2 separate regions of the Oryzias latipes genome follow, and region 1 is linked to region 2. The links are chromatin contacts, called in public Hi-C maps. All regions are on one chromosome and are shown on one strand. Each heading gives the region's core, a stretch centred on a gene start, on an enhancer-like site or on the middle of the called end of the contact. The rest is flanking DNA. Distances are from core to core; before and after follow the strand shown.

What was found. Hi-C and Micro-C count contacts between places; a contact is called where the count stands out from the background.
Region 1: a contact with region 2 is called in a Hi-C map of gastrula embryo, with 1.9 times the contacts expected there. The contact joins the promoter of tsc22d2 here to the enhancer-like site in region 2. A contact is called at or near these places in 4 of 5 Hi-C or Micro-C datasets (embryo and gastrula embryo).

What each region holds. Positions count from the first base shown.
Region 1 is chr17:14,744,209-14,747,233 of ASM223467v1, forward strand. It overlaps tsc22d2 (TSC22 domain family protein 2), which reads right to left and starts at 1,488. Exons shown (of 4, transcript XM_011486402.3): 1 at 1-1,488. The coding sequence starts at 872.
Region 2 is chr17:14,708,532-14,711,566 of ASM223467v1, forward strand. It overlaps fyttd1 (UAP56-interacting factor), which reads left to right. Exons shown (of 9, transcript XM_020710868.2): 7 at 1-55; 8 at 143-269; 9 at 357-876. The coding sequence ends at 458. Among protein-coding and RNA genes, the nearest start is that of fyttd1, 6.3 kb to the left of the region's middle. Within about 2 kb of position 1,695, at least 1 of the 8 cell types and tissues checked has an H3K27ac peak or open chromatin away from gene starts, as enhancers often do. A contact at or near this core is called in gastrula embryo, where this site is marked.

The sequences.
Region 1 (3,025 bases), core at 238-2,737, 35 kb after region 2:
TGGGCTGATGGAGTCACGATGGGCGACTTTTGAATAGGGAGAACAGGCTGAGGCAGGCCGTTCTGACCAACAGGCAGTATGTTCTGAAGACCTCCTTCGACTGACTGAACCGGAGTAACGGCTGGCATCAAGCTGGCGGCACTATAGTTCGGATGCACGATCTGCTGTGGTAGTGTCTCCACTGGTTGCATGCGCGCGGACGAGTGGGAAACCTCTGCCATGGAGCCCAAGCTCAGACTCGAGTGTGTTGCAGGAGAAACAACTGAACCTCCCGTAAGCCCAAGCCCACTGTCTCTGTCTGCAGCCGGGTCCAGTGTTATGCTGCCGTGTCTCATACTATCTACAGTCCTTCCAGAATGGGAGCCTTCAGAGTCCTTCTCATAGAACTCAGTACATGTCCATCTGCCCCTGCGAAAGGGTTCTCCAGTACCATGATCAAGTTTAATGACCCTGAAACGAGAGGAGCAGCTCACTGTGGAGGTGGTGGAAGGGGGAGCGGTGCTGGTCACTGCAGCATGCTGTGATGTGGTGGCTGACACACCGGGTGTTTGAGGCTGCGGCGGCTGCTGCTGAGCACCCTGACTGGAGCCGGACACTCCCCCTTTGCGTGGCTCTCCACCTGGTGAAGAAGCCACAGCGCTGCCCGCCTCGACCTCCCCGACGTTATTCACGCCGTCCTCGGGCGAGCCTCTTTCGTCGGCGGGCTCTACCCGGAGCGCTTCGTATAGCTCAGACGAGACGTCCTCATTCCGCGTTTCGTCCGGGTCGTCCAGACTCTCGGTGTCGTCACCGGCACCGACAGCCGCCACTTGGGCCTGAGTCACACTAGTAATCTGAAAACAGCTCTTCTTCTTCGCCGGCATTTTCGACATAATGACAGCCTGGTTCCGAGTCGGTCAAAAGAAGACGAGCTGTGCTAGCATCAACAGCACGTTATCGTTGTGTTTTCTCGGTCTACTTAACTGTTATCAAAATGAATCTGCGTCATTCTCTTCCTGTTGGTCTCCTGTTGCGTTTCGCAGTTCTAGTTGTCCGGGACTCCAAGCACTGAGGGGCTGCGGGAGCAGTCCACGCCGGCCTGCTGGTATCCTGGTTGTCCGGTGGTCGTCGGGCTGTTGCGGCGGGGTGTGCTCCCCAGCAGCTGGGGGCTGCTTTGGGCTGAGGAGGGCCCGGAGCCCTTCACTCAACAAGCGAGCTAACGCTTCACACCAACTGGCTGCCGTACACTCCCCCTACGTCGGTACAAGTATGCGAGACATCTTCCAGAACGCGGTCTTGCGTAGCCTCTCTCCACCCGTTCTGTGTCGTTTGCGGCCAAGCGCTCCTCATACAATATCAGCGGCAAAGAAAAAAATAAACCCTCTTCCAAAATTTAGGCTTGAAAAAAATAATAATCTTCTGGGAGCCTGCAGTCGTCTCGTTCACCCAAGAGAACTCTTGACAAGATGGCTATGTTGTCTTCAGCCGCCGCGCTGCATCGTGGGTAGATGATGCGCGCTCTATTCTTTACGTAGAAGCTGTTTGTGAATTCCAAAGGCTGGTGACGCTTTCAGGGAACCTCGGAAAAAATGAGAATTCAGAAAACACTAGTATTCCCACTAGCATAACCATGCGTTTATCAGTGCAAATCTCCATTTCAATTTTCAGGGGGGAAAAATACTTTTGAGCTCAAATTTCTTAATCCAAAATATAAAATTGACCAGTAAAAGGCGCGCTTTTATCTATAACTCATGTAATCAATTTTCAAGTATTTTAAGGTAATTGCTGCACCCCAGTTTTATATACGGTAGAATATTGATATCTATAAAATGAAGAAATCACTAGTTTAAAGATTACCGATATTTAATAAAGTTTCAAATGCAATTAGTTTATACAAAGAATTAGTTTAAAATTACAGACCAACCAAGGCTTCTCTTAAGGATGTGGCATCTGACTCAAAACTGTACGACTGGATAGTTCCAATATTGGATGATGAGGGGCCTTCATATTTAAGTTAGCAGGAGAGCTTGTAAACAGAGAGATAATGGAAAATGGGGGAAGACGTACTCCTCGCTAACAGTCCCACACGGAGGTGAATTTCTAATGAGTTTCTGCCTCTCTGAAGAAACTATATCCCAGAAACAGGTTTTTAAGTTTGGTTGTAAAAAGTCATATTGTTATCAAAAGATCCCCTTGAATGCTTTTACAATGATCAAAAGATGACTGGAGTGGAAAAAATTGAAAGTTTTTTGTTGCTTTTCTTTTTACATTGGGATAGATACACTTTCTTCACAAATTGGTTCAACTCTTTAATTTTGGGTCATGGTTTTGTTTCGGTTTGATATATGACTTTTGAATTACAGAACAACAAAATAAAACAAAAAATCAGAAAAAATATTTTTTATTTTGCTAATGGGATGTAAAAACTAAGAAAAACATTTTAGTAGGTTTGTACTAAGCCTGGTTTAATGTAATAAAACAATAAATCCTCTTTAAATTTAGCCCAATACACATTTGACACTTTAAATGTAAATATTCAGAAAGGATGCAACAATTCACTTTCCTCTTGATTTGGGTCACAGTTTGGTTTTAATTGTGGAATTATTCTTTAATTTCTGAACTTTAAGCATAAAGTACTGACATTTTGTCCTTTTTCTTATTCCAGCAAGTATTAAAATATAGACTGAAATGTTTATGCTATGGTATTAGTAAGAAAAGGAAGTATCTACTTCCTTCACTGCTTGTGCTGACACAGAAGTATGATTACTCATGAACTGAACTCTGGTGTGTATTTTTCCGCTTTTCTGCATGAGTTAATGTCATTAAAACATGTTTGGATTCATTGTCTTTGTCTGCAAATTCACATGGCATTTGCTAGTTGCCTCACTCTTTTAAATCTTGTGACACAGAACAAACCAAATCTTTGATCAGGCACATGACATAGGATGCAAAGATAATGTTTCTCCTGAAAAAGTTTCAGTCGTTCTCAACCCTTAAATTCGTCCGAAGGTTTGATGCATGGTTATTTCATGTAACATTATTTTCC
Region 2 (3,035 bases), core at 445-2,944:
GTAGCGGGATCTTGACTGTTTCAATAGACAACCCTACAGCCAGAACTCAGCCGGAGTAAGTGTCCGCATCAGCCCCCTGGGGGGCTTCGATGATGCACTTCAGCTCTCTGTGACTCATAAAAATGGCTCCTCCTCCCTGCAGGCCCCCCACCGCGTGGACCCTGCATCCTCCTGCTGCCTCCGCAGCTCCGGTGAAGCCGGAAGCGGTCGAGAAGAAAGTCCCTAAGGGAGTCCCCCTGCAGTTTGACATCAACAGCGTGGGGAAGCCGGTGAGGGCGCCACAATCCGAAACCACTCGATGAAATTTCACTCGCCGGGGTTTTTGGCGTGCTTACCTCTGACTCCACTCTCTGCAGCAAACGTCCATGACGCTGAACGAGCGCTTTCGCATCCTGAAAGACCAGCGCACCGCCTCAGCACAGACCAGCAAAGGCAGCAGATTTGTCACCGTGGGTTAGGTTGTCCTGGAAAACCTATTGAACTCTGGATTTCAACCCTGCCAATCCCAGCGGGTGGGTGGGAAACCCCCCCCCCCCCCCCCCCCCCCCCCCCCCACACACACACACACACCACCACCACCTTACTGATGAAGGAGACTCATCTGTGGGACGAGCAAGCAGGACCTGCACAACACTTCAGCTGAGGGGACTAAAGTGTAGACATTTTGGGAGCTTAGAGCCCCCCGCCCATCGTCTGTGCCGTCATACTAAGCCCTTTGTACACCAGGAGTTTTTCTATTCAGACTGTTAACGCCATGAAGCTTTCGTTTTCAGAGGGAATCGCTATGTATTTGCTAAAATGGTGTGTATTCTGTATTTTTTTTTTTTTAAACATTTCAAAGTTTTGTAATTTCAAATAAAGTTTCCTCAAATCTGATATATTTGTGTGGCCCAAAAATGTTTTTTAATAGTGGGTGTAACGATTCGTTTCAACAGTTAAATTCATATAATAATTTCTAGTTGACGATACGATTCATAGTCGATATCGGTTCATTCAGAACGATTCGAATCACTGACCTATCATCAACCCGGGACATCTTCAGCCAAAACCTTAATCAGTGTGACTCAGTGATAAATACCTGGTACTGAACAGTACAGGTGAAGTTTTCCAGATTCCTTGGATTTCTTGCAAAAGAACCAAGTTTAAAGTAAATATGTGTACAAAAAAAACCAAAAAATAATGGCAAATTCATTTACATTTTATTTTCATAAAGTTCAGCCCACTGTTGTTTTTCCAATTTAAAATAATCCAAACGGAACATTAGAACATTCTGCCACACTGTATGGTTTTTTTTTCCTGACATCACATCTGCTGTGATGTCACTGGTGGTTTTTAAGTTAACAGTAGAATAAACCCACTGTGCTTTAATCCAAATGGTATTTCCCCAATATCAATTTATTTCAATTTATCATAGTAAAATAAAATACTTGCCTCAATCGATCTTGTTGGATCATGAGAATGAAAATAGATTAATCGGTTAAAAATTACACTCATAGTTCTTAAAGAAATCAGATGTTTGTTTTTGCAGGAAAGATAGCTGATCTTCCTCATTTTCTGCAGTTCTTCTCCAAATGCAGAAAAAATCCATGAGGATTTAAAGTTCACACTGCTCAGTGGCAGAAAACAGAAGCTACAATTGGCTTTTTAACCCTTGTGCTATCTTAGACGACCCCACCCCATTGACGTGTTATTCCACCATCTATTCCACTGGCGGCGCTGTTGTTACAGCAGGTACTGGTATGTATGCTAGCGGTTGACATGTGGAGCATGTGATTAACTCTTGTGCTATCCTAGGCACTTTAACATTGGGAGTTGGGTCATCTAGACCCACTAGACAGTGCTCTGAACCTTTTTTCTTCAATGATTTGTGATCTTCACTGGTTTCCATGGATTACATGAAATCTTTCCACCTTTATCCACCTTTGTCATAATAGGGAGAACACGTCAATGTAAGGGTGGGGGTCATCTAAGATAACACAAGGGTTACATGTGATAAAAATGTAATATATATAAAAGAGAAAAAAAAACACATTTTAAAGAAAAAATTGACAGCATGCAGGTATATTGTGTCCTCTGGGGGCTAATAAAATCCTAATAAGTCAGAAAAACAGGAGCCAAATCCTCTTGAATCTGAATATTGCTTTTATTTAAATACATTAAAATTTGCAAAGTAACAAAACTATTGGCATATGAAATTCAAACACCATTTAAATGAAAACATGGCTCACTTCGTTTTGCTGTGACTAGTGTCAGTAACACTAGGTTATTTTTCGACTTTCAGCTCCACTTCCCTAAACTTACACTGTTCACAGACTATCTTACAATAAGAGTGCTGAATAAAAATGAGGTAAGAAAGTGGTTTAAAGATTACAGAACATGCAGAACATGCGGAACAGCAACAAAATATTTCGTGAAAGGAGAAGAAACAAAAAAAAAAGTGTGCATTTAAAATAATTTTAACACAGTTTTTCATCTTTGGTTGACGTACATTTAATTATGTTGGATGATTTCACAGCTTTTGAAGACAAGAGAAAAAAAAATGCATGGAGGGGAGGCAACACTAATTCACTTTAAGAGAAGTCAGTTTTCTTCAACTGCCTTTAGCCGGTTTATTTTAACATCTGATGACAGCTGTAGCCCACCAAGGCTTTTAATACTTTATAATATACAAAAATGTACATTCAAATCAGGCTTGAGCTATGAATTGACAACTGCAGCATAATATTAGTGTTGAACATTTGTCAGAATGTTTTTGCCTACTATTTTTTTTTGTTGTTTTTTCACAAAGCTTTGAAGCCGATCAGTTTAAAACACTGTAAAAGAAAAAACAGGAAACATGAATGAGAGGGCTGCGTAAAAGAAAAGAAAAGAAAAAAAGTATCCAATTGTTCATGTATGAAAACAGCAGCCCTGCAATAAATAAATAAAAAAAAGAAGTGGAAGCTAAAAAAGACTGATGGGAAAAGAGTAACGGCAGCAGTGTGGCCCTCCGAAAAAACAGACTCCCGCGTTCTCGCTTTACAAATCCCCTTAAC